2 separate regions of the Mus musculus genome follow, and region 1 is linked to region 2. A link is a contact called in public HiChIP or PLAC-seq data. All regions are on one chromosome and are shown on one strand. Each heading gives the region's core, a stretch centred on a gene start, on an enhancer-like site or on the middle of the called end of the contact. The rest is flanking DNA. Distances are from core to core; before and after follow the strand shown.

Region 1 (5,126 bases), core at 80-2,579, 430 kb after region 2:
TCTCCTGGTCTCCAGGAGCACTGCACACATGTGCTATGCATACATACATGTAGGCAAACATTCATACACATAAAATTGAGATAAATAAGTCATTTATAAAATGAAATGACCTTGACAGCATGTCCACTGGGGGGAGGTTCGAGGTAGGATCTCTATTAGTCACACACTTGGAAGAAATCACTGGGGACTTCTCACTGGCAAGATAAGTGGAGGTCTTGATTTCTGGTCTCAATGAAACAGACTTGTTTGGTGTCCATCTCTTGGCTTAGCTCTGAGCCTTACTTTTGCACTAGAATTTGAAGAAGCAGAGCGTGGGACTTTGCATCTAGTTAATTTGGTGAGTGCATTCTACACTCATCTCTGGCCTCTTGAGTAGCTCAGAAGTAGATATCTCATCATTTATTGAATATGTAATACATATCCCAGTTGGCTGCATTTTCTAACAAAGGGTAATCAGCATGAACAGAATACTTCAGGAGAATTTCAGAATAACTTTTAGTAACAATAAATAGTAAAATACATAACTGGACCCAGTGGGCAGAAAAAATTAATTTTGTGTTTTTTATTGAGCAGCCCAGAGTCAGTAAGACAAACAAATACATATATTGGCATGTGTCTATGTATTGTCTAATGACTTTTAAATATATATATTTAGGCTGCATACTGAGCCATGCAAATGTTTCAGAGATACCTGGGATGGGGTCCCAGTCCCCAGAATTGTATCCAGTGGAAGCTGTGAACATCTGGGTTCTGAGAACATTCTTGTTCGGGGAGGGAAGGCTTGTGTAAGCTTATGGGACTTTCCACCCTGACAGACTGCCAGTCTTGCAGCCAAGAGGCCTCCAAGAGCAGTCTAAGTGTGGCCTTAAGTTATCAAAAGCTTATTGTGAAATAAAGCCCTAAGCAGGAGGCCACCATCTCAACAGTGACTCATGTCTTGGGGTCAATCGCGAATGACGAGTGGAACGTGGCCCTCCCCAAGTAGGGAGACTGAGGATTACTTTACATTGCTTAGTTTGAAGGGTCCAGATCTGGTCTCCCAGGACAGTTCAGAAAAAGCAGTTTTGAGGGGCAATCCTACTGGCTTCCCTATTCCTGGGAAGGGCGTGTCAAACCACAATGCCAAATGAAAAGATGTAGGGGTGTGTGGGTAGGTGGGTGAGTTCCTCTGGTCTCCTTTGATGAAGGCGACCTCAATACTGGACCACTTCTCTGCCCAGCACATGACCTGCTTCAGATTCATCTCTATCGATATTCTTTCTCAGTTCCCTGAGCCACCAACCAATCTGCCCCCATCCTCTGGCAAGTCCTTCTAGCGACTGGGGAGGCTTGGGAGCGGAGGGGTGTCCAGGCAATCCAGATTACCAAGACCATTGCAACCAGAAGCCTGGCTAGAGGAGGGAGGACCCTGGACTCAGCCACGGTGGGCGCGCCCTGCCAAGGAGGGCGGAGGGCGGAGCAGGAGAAGGAGGGAGAAGGGAGGGCATGTGAGCGAGTGAGACACAAGAAAAGCTTGCGCGCCACCGCCCTCCTCGGGAGAGAGGCTGGAGTGAGGCTGAGCGGAGAACCGCATTTCAATGAGGACCAGCTCCAGCGCATCAGTGCACTAGCGGTCGCAGCTTCCAGACGCTCGTGCTCCGCAGCCCCAGCCGCGCCCAGCCCGGCGAGGACAGCTCCAGCAGCCGGCCACAGACAACCCAGCCTCCACCCGCGACCGGTGCGTGCTTTGCCTGGGCTGGGGAAGGTGCGGGCAGGCCCCGTGGTGCCGTCTGACCGCAGCCCTGGAAGCCCTGGCCAGGATGGACCCCACTGGGCAGCAGCCGCCCCGCCCGCCGTTCCTCGAAAGACGGCTGCTCTGGGCTGGCTAGTTTGGTCCGGCCAGGAAGCGTTGTGTGCCCGCGGCCCCAGGGTTGCTGGCTCCTGCCTCTTTTGTCTGGTGCCACCGGCTTTAAATAGGGAGTCTGGCGGGTTGGGCCCTCCAAGGCTTTCCATCCCCTTGTTGTTGGAGATAGAGAGCCGCGGAGGAGCTGGGAGAGGCGCTTGTCATTGTCAGGATTGACTGTGGAGCTAGGACCAAGTGGGCAAGGAAGGAGTGGCTGGGCCTGGCCTCTTATTGTGTGCATGCTTTCCCGAGTGCCCAGGAGGGTGGCATGTGCCTGGTGATGGGGGCTGCAGTGTAGGCGTTGCAAGTACCTTTTTGCATGGTCTCAAGTTCCTCTGGGGACAGCCAGGAAGCCTTGTGTACGAATTAGTACCTGCAGTGCTAAAAGCATGCAGAGAGGAAAAGACATTTTCCTCCTAGGGGGAGCGCACACACAGCGCCGCATTGCCCCACAAAAGAGGCTGCTTTTGAAAATCAGGTTTCTGAGGCATCGCCACTGGATTTGGCAAGGAAATCCTTGTGGGTGAGAGAAGTAACAAGAAGATTTCATTCAAACAGGGCTCCCTCTCTGACTGCACCTGTGAATGTGTGCCCAGGTTACTGTGCACGCGCGCTCAGCTGCCACACTGCAGGGTGTTCCGAAGGGGGCGGGGGGGGGGTGGGGAACGACCGTGTCATGACTGTTCCTAAATATATCGCCTTTCAATGGGAAAGGAAAGTAGGGCAGCGTTTTAGGTATGGAATGTTTCATGAATGCAGGTTAGGAGGGATTTCAAGAGAGGTTATATGTAAGAACATTTAAAAGATGTTCCCACATCCTGTGATGTGCTGGCTTGGGTGGTGCGTGCACTCCGGAGAAACACATGCATGTCTTTTATTCCATACCTCTCTATCCACCTGAATCCTAATCCAACTGCTAAAATATGCTTTGGGATTTCCATGTGTGATGGCGTGGATTTATGCTAGACGTGTGTGTGTGTGTGTGTGTGTGTGTGTGTGTGTGTGTGTGTGTGTGTGTTTCTAAAATTGATGAAATGGGAGCTCATTCACAGAAAGGTGAATATAATATTCCTTAGAATGGTGAGAAACCCCACAACGAGCAACACTGCTTCTCTGGCTTTGTAATATTTGTAGAGTATGATAAAAGTCCATGCTCTTCCCCACCCACAGTTTGTAGTCTCTGTGGCTGAGGGCTCTGAGCACCTTCTTGGTGCCCACATTTGTATCCAGAGACTTCTATCCTCCCATGCTCTGCAAATGCTGGCCAAGTGTGTTCTAGCTAGCTTCCTGTATAGGAAGTGTGAACCTGTGGGAGCCCGGAGAATTTTCTTCTAGAGTTCTTAGTTCACATGTGTGACTAAGACTCTGAAAGCCGAGCCAGCAGAGGCGAGGGGAGGGCACCTGTTTTCATTCCACACATGATTCCCAGAAGACTGAAGTGTGCGCAGCGGGCCTTGGCTTTCAGTTAGTGGAAGCTGTGGGGTTGGCAGTTATTTCACTTCGAGCATAGCTCTGCCATGCTGGTCCCATCACTGCCTGCTCATGGGTGGGGAGCAGGGAATGTAATGCCTGCCCTGGGTGAACCTGTTACTAAAATGAGCAAAACCTTCTGTTTTAAATAGATTTTCTATCATTTAGTGTGGAATCTTGATCCTAAAAGCATTCCCAGTTTGAATTGCTGCCAAAACTTTTTTTTTTTTTTTTTTTGGATTTTGCCAATTGTGAACCACTGAAGACCCTTGGAAGTTGATGTCTGCCATTTCTGGTCACATAACAGTGTCACTCTTTTGCTAGGTTCCTCCTTATTTCCTTTTTGCATAAGTCAACTTTGGAGGAAGCCCCTAGGAATGGAAGGATGGCCAGTGCCTTTAAAAAGAAAACAAATGCAACCAAAAGTCACCTTGGCATTTACCATTAAAGTTCTGGTGAGCTTAGTGTGTGGGCATAGCTTTGCAATCTCCTCCATCCCCTTCCTCGATCAACCCACATGCCTTTTTGAAGACTGACTGCTTAACAAATATATGAACAAAGTAGGAGCAGATACCAATATCAAAGCAGAATTTGGGTTCTGTTATGCAGCTAATACCAATGGGACTGGTCCCAGTGGTGACTATTTTGAAGTTATTTACTTACAAACCCAACAAAACCACTCCATGGCTGGTATAGCTTTTATAAAGATGCAGAATTAGGTGACAATGGCTTGTTTATGAGGCACGAGAGATGGCTTTTCTGCTTGAAGTGAAGATACTCCTAACTCACACTAAGGGTTTTAATTCCTCTCAGTGGAGTTAACAACAGAAGAGAGATGTCCAGGAGAAAGCCTAGGCAGGTGTGGTGGCTTCAAAGTCCATGCTTCCCATGGGAACAGAACCTAGTGTCATGGGGCTGGAGACCAAGAGCACCGACTTTGGAATCCCGATTAAAAGAACTTGAAAATCCAACTCCTCATTTGTAACTGGGACACTCTGGGTCAACCCTGTTTCCCAGACCTAGCTTTGATGAGACTACACGCCTTGTTGGAGCTGTGTGAGTTTTAGAAGAGGGTTCTGTTTATGTCTCTTCTCTCAGAGAACTAACTGGTCATTGAATCGTCAAGTCATCAATATTGCTTTCTTTTACTTGATTCATTTTTTGGAATGATTTCTACAAATTCTCTCACTATGATTTCACTGTGAATTTTCTTATTACAAGTTTTAGATAATTAACGATTAAGTATTAAATTAGAGCTTTTTGAGACAGGGTCTCATGTAGCCCAGGTTAGCCTTGAACTTAGTATTTGTGGCCGAGGATGGCCCATAATGCTCTGTTTATACACATTTTAAATTAAATGGACGTTTCAACTGAGAAGTAAACTTTACTCTCTCTGAGCGGCTCAGGGGCCAGTTTGCTGAAGGTGAAGGAAAAGTCACAAGAAGAAGCAGAAGTTTTGTTGAGTTTGGGTTGAACTTCACATCAGTGACTTGGGAAGTAGCAGGAGCTTTTGTTCTTCCTTCGGAGTTCTACCTCACGTATAGCCTATTTCAGTGTGCCTGAAATCTTGTCATGTAAGACGTATTCTTATGATGTAGGCTTTCCGACTTTCTAGATTGTTGTGTTGAAACACAGATATTCCTTCAAGGATGACAATTCTTTATCACTTCGCTTCTAGCAAGAGTGGATTTATCCAATAAGCAGATGCCTGCCTTTCAAACAGGTAGTAGATGGTTTTGTTTCCCCTGGTAATCTCTGTACCAAGGTCAGGAAT
Region 2 (5,122 bases), core at 955-3,454:
TTTAGGAAGGCCTGTAGATAAGTCACAGGTACTGGCAGTCATTTCTAAGTAAATGCCCTCCTCCCTGCAGGCACCCTCCTCCCTGCAGGCTTCCCAATCTAGGATCTGCAGTCTCTTGCAAGGTCTCAAACTGAAGCTATTTGGGCAGAGGGGAAGTTTAAATACCTGTGGCCTGTTTTCACTGTTGCAAGAGAATGACAAGTGACACCGAAATCTCACACGGAGCAATCTTTAGTCCAAACAGTCTGCCTGCTTTTGGACAAAATAAATTAACTCAGAGGCAATCTACTGCTAATGAGATACTGGATTCATACCTGATTCACACCCACAAGAAGAGAGAGGCAGTAAAATACTGGTTACAGAAGCAAACAGCTTTCAGAGTAAACTGGGTGGAAGGGGCTAGAAATCACAGCTAAGAGGCCACCACTACAGAGCCAACAGGCAAATTCTGCAACAGCAACCTGTCCCCGAGACACTGAATCCCATTTCAAATTAGTAATGCTTAATCCCATATATGAATGAATCTAAACACTGAACTTCTCCTCACATAAAAGAATGCTGCTGAAGTTAAGTGAAACACTCTGCCTCTGGGAAAGCTTTGGCCTTTTATCTACTGGCTTCCGAGTTGTCTATTAAAACATCCGCGTCGCACCTTTATCGTGAGATGCTTAGCAAACTTTTGTTATAAGAAGGTTTCCATACATACATGTTTTAGGTCTCAAAATATTAAAAACTCTAAAAGAGGATTCTAGTATCACAAAAGCGAAGATTTTTTTCTTCTTCTAACTCTCCCCAGTTACCCTATTTATAGGACCGCTTCCTTTACATACACAGTACATGGAATGCTATAGCTGACTTGACTGTAGAGAACCTTATGTCTTCACAACTCCAGGCCTTGCACTGTGTAGGTAGGATAATGCTAATACCACAAAAATCAGACGTTTATAGTAGCAATAATTTTGAGTCATCTAGGCCAAACTTCCACAAATGTTAGAAGTTCCCCTTCAAAAGGAACTTCTGTGGTAAGGAGTCTTTCTACTTTTTACGGGTTTTGTTTTGTTTTTTAAACAGCTCTAATACTTAGGTGGACTTTGCTGGGTCTGAGCTGAAATGCACACCACTTATAATTTTCACCTAACCAAAATAAATCCGAAGAAACACTAATTGGGCATTATCTTAAGGGCAAAAGACGAGGGAGCCGAGACTTAAGGGAGATGAATAATGGACCTAAATACAGACAGCTAGCAGCAGAAGCCCAATTGCAGGGCACTGGCGTCTCTCTTCCAAGCTTGACTTGAATCAAGCAACCGAGCAACGCCCATGTGTGCTGTAAGTTACTACCCCACTGTCAATCCAACTTTTCTCAGGGGCCAGGGAGTCTAAGAAAAAAAAACAAAGTCACCAAAGTTACAGAAAACCAACAGGGTGTGTCAATGTGCCGGATGCCTCGGGGTAGACACTGGGAAGGGTTTACTAAGGAGAGGTGTAGATCACCTCCAAAGTGCCCATGTCAGCTGGAGCAGAGGATGAGCCCTTGGGGAGACCCTGAGTGTGTACCAAGTAGGTTGGCACCCATCTGCCCTGGCCCCGGGGCCCCGAGGAGCAAGCATACCTCCAGTTTGACGTTGCCTGTGCTGGCCGCGGACGGGCCGCCAGAGCCCAGTGCCTGGTCGCTCTTCTTCTTCTTGTACTTGTCCTTGTACATCTTGTTGCGGTGCTTCTTGCACATCCAGGGCTTGCGCTGCTTGGCCACCTGGCTGGTGGTCTCGCGGCAGCCCTCGTACGTGCAGGTCTTGGAGCCTCGCCTGCGCGCTGCGCCGCCACCCTCCGCGTCCTCGTCCTCCAGCTCCTCCGGGCTGGCCGCACTCTCGCCGCCGCCCGCCGGGTCCGATGTGTCCAGCAGGTCGGCGTCGTCGTCCCCCGCCTCGTCCTCGGCGTCTGCCGCCGCCTCACTCCCCGCCAGGCCCGGCCTCAGAGCGCCGTCCGCCTCGGCCTCGTCCTGCCGCATCACCAGCACCGTCACCGGAGGGGCCGTCCGGGGACTGGCGGTGCTCGGCCCCGAGCCCTCGGGCACAGCCTGCGCCTCCGTGCTGCCGCCCGAGCCCGGGTCCGCCACCGCGGCCCGTCAGCTCTTGAGAAACACAACCGTACTCGACAAGCGGCAGCCCGCCGCACGTCCCGGAGCCGAACCGCCAGCACTGCACTGCGCGTGCGCCGTAGCGGTCCGCGAGCCTCTGCTTGGGAACGGCGAGAGGGGCGGGGTTGAGCAGGTGCGAGACAGAACCGACTGCGCCTGCGCGGCGGCCATCCGCAAGCGATTCCTAGGTGCAGGCTGACCAAGAACCCGGCTGACAGCCGGTCGTGGTGGCGCATGCCTTTAATCCCAGCACTCGGGAGGCAGAGGCAGGCAAATTTCTGAGTTCGAGGCCAGCCTGGTCTACAAAGTGAGTTCCAGGACAGCCAGGGCTACACAGAGAAACCCTGTCTCCTTCCAGGCGGGGCGGAGCGGCTGACAGAAGTCCCGATTGCGCATGCGCAGCTGTCCTCCGCTCGCCTGGCGCTCACCAGTTGGAAAGACTGGAGAATGGAGACTGGAGGACGGCCAGGAGACACTTTCTGCCTGGACCCATCCTCCCTGACGGGTTCAAAACGCGTCTCTCCTGGAACGTCTCTGGATAGATTAGGTTCCCGAGAGGCCTGAAGAGGAGTTTGAAACAACTCGAGGAGGAAACGGTTTATTTGGCTAATGCATCCCAGTCAAGTCCCATGGGGACATGGAGGAAAGCTTGCTCACAAGCTCTGGTTCGCCTTAGGGTTTCTACCCAGTGCGGACGCTCCTGCCTTTTCTGACATTCCCAGTAATGAGATTGTTGACTCATGTGACAGTTCTGTTTTTATTTTCCCCACAAGCTGCTCTCTGTCTTCCATAGTGGGTGCTCGGGTTGGCGTTCACACTAGCAGTGTAGGAGAGGTCCCTTTTCCCGTATTCCCCCAACCCCCGCCAGTGCTCGATAGATATCTTATCTCTGATAATAACCGTTTCATCTGGGATGAGATAGATAACACTGTTCTTCAGGATTAGGGATGTATATTACATACACCTGTTGGTCTTTGCATGCTTTCCTTTGTGAACCAACTACATCGCCCATTTCAATAGGATTATTAGGTTATTATTATTGTTATTACTTATTTTTATTACGTTTGTTTGAATTCTTTTCTTTCTTTTTTGTTTGTTTTTGTTTTTTTGAGACAGACAGGGTTTCTCTGTATAGCCCTGGCTGTGCTGGAACTCACTCTGTAGACCAGGCTGGCCTCGAACTCAGAAATCCACTCAGAAATCCACCTGCCTCTGCCTTCCCAGTGCTGGGATTAAAGGCGTGCGCCACCACGCCCAGCCTTTGTTTGAATTCTTTATTTGTTTGTTTATTTATTTATTATATGCAAGTACACTGTAGCTGTCCTCAGACACTCCAGAAGAGGGAGTCAGATCTCCTTACGGATGGTTGTGAGCCACTATGTGGTACCTTTGGAAGAGCCGTCGGGTGCTCTTACCCACTGAGCCATCTCACCAGCAGACATTCTGATGTTAACTACTCATCAAATGTAGCTTGCAAACATTCTCTCCCATCTTCGACACGGTGGGAAGCATGGCAGTGTCCATGGTGCTGGAGAAGCGGAGAGTTCTACATCTTGTTCTAGGGCACACAGAAGACTCCCAGGCAGCTAGAAGAGTCTCAAAACCCAACCCCAAAGTGATGCACTTCCTCCAACAAGGCCACACCTTCTCCCACATAGCCACACCTCCCAGTAGTGCCATTCCCTGGGCCAAGCACAGTGAAACAACCACATGCACTAATCTTAGAGCTCACTGATTGGTTAGTTTGACAAACTCTGTAAATCCAGCAGTAGAACCTGCCCCATTCCTAGGGTTGCAGACATGTATGACCATGGTGGGCTTCCGAATGGGTGCTGGGATGAAATTGTGGTCCTCATTCTTGGAAGGCAGCATGTTACCCATTAAGCTTTCTCTCCAGTTCTCTCTCTCTCTCTCTCTCTCTCTCTCTCTCTCTCTCTCTCTCTCTCCCTCCCTCCCTCCCTCCCTCCCTCCCTCCCTCCCTCCCTCTCTCCCTCCCTCCATGTTTCTCTCTGTCTCTTTCTTAGTGAGGTCTTGGGAATAAAATGTATGTTATAATGCTTGCAAGGTAAACTCTTGAGCAAGGAAGCCACCTCTCCATCTTACTGTCACAGATTTTTACACAACTCTGTTTTATCTATCACGCACCTAGTTTATAAGATTACCTTTATCCTAGTATTGTTACAAAAAGGCTTCATTTTTTGTACCACTTACATTTATCTTTGATTGCAGGGTAATTCTGGATTTATGCCATTTAACTTTTTTTTTTTAAATCAAACTTGTTTATTGTTGCTTTTTGCCATCTGGTAGCATTTTACACACAGGCTTCGATCTTCAGAATACCCTGGATTCAGTAGAAAAACCTTTTAAATGAAGTTTTTTACAATAGAAACTTCTCAGCAGTCAAAATTTGGACTGTAAAAAAATACATGCAAAACATACTTTTCTGAAAACACTTAACTTTGAACAAAGCACCGAACTACACAAATGCAGAATGAAAACAGCATTTCAACTCCACCAAAAGTAGTCATCATAAAAGGTGTAAAAGTCACCTAACTTCACTAGGCACTGTTCACTTTTTAAACAGGAGACAATAGAAAATATTGTCCACAAACAATATCCCAGCTCTATGGCAGGTTTCAGAAAGTCTTCAACTTCATGCTTTAGTAGCGACAAGGTGAGTAGGATCGTGATCGAGAACGTGACCTGTATCCTCCACGACTGTAGTAAGGAGAAGATGACCGTCTTCTGTAAATCTGATCCCTGTCTTGAGCTGCTCTCCATCCACCTCCTCCACCACCTCCTCCTCTGTGTGATCTGCTGTAATAGCCCCCGCCATCATACCCCCGATCGTATCCTCTGTCATAATAGTCTCGGCGGCGAGAACTGCCATAAATGGCTCTCCCCATATAAATTCCTGGTGTTGGGGTATGGGGCCTTTTTGTTATAGAGAAATCGACTCTAATTCGACGCCCATCAAGCTCCATT

What was found. HiChIP or PLAC-seq counts read pairs in DNA pulled down with a chosen protein or histone mark.
Region 1: an HNF4G HiChIP or PLAC-seq map of pancreatic cancer cells shows a contact between it and region 2. The contact joins the promoter of Dclk1 here to the promoter of Rfxap in region 2. A contact is called at or near these places in 5 of 39 promoter capture datasets (the 3T3-L1 cell line, cranial neural crest, hippocampal neurons and 2 more), 1 of 484 Hi-C or Micro-C datasets (cerebellar granule neurons) and 1 of 115 datasets of contacts at active chromatin or transcription factors (pancreatic cancer cells).

Annotation. Positions count from the first base shown.
Region 1 is chr3:55,241,035-55,246,160 of GRCm38.p6, forward strand. It overlaps Dclk1 (doublecortin-like kinase 1), which reads left to right and starts at 1,330. Exons shown (of 17, transcript NM_001195538.2): 1 at 1,330-1,717.
Region 2 is chr3:54,805,587-54,810,708 of GRCm38.p6, forward strand. It overlaps Rfxap (regulatory factor X-associated protein), which reads right to left and starts at 2,205. Exons shown (of 3, transcript NM_133231.2): 1 at 1,613-2,205. The coding sequence starts at 2,089. It also overlaps the pseudogene Gm10254.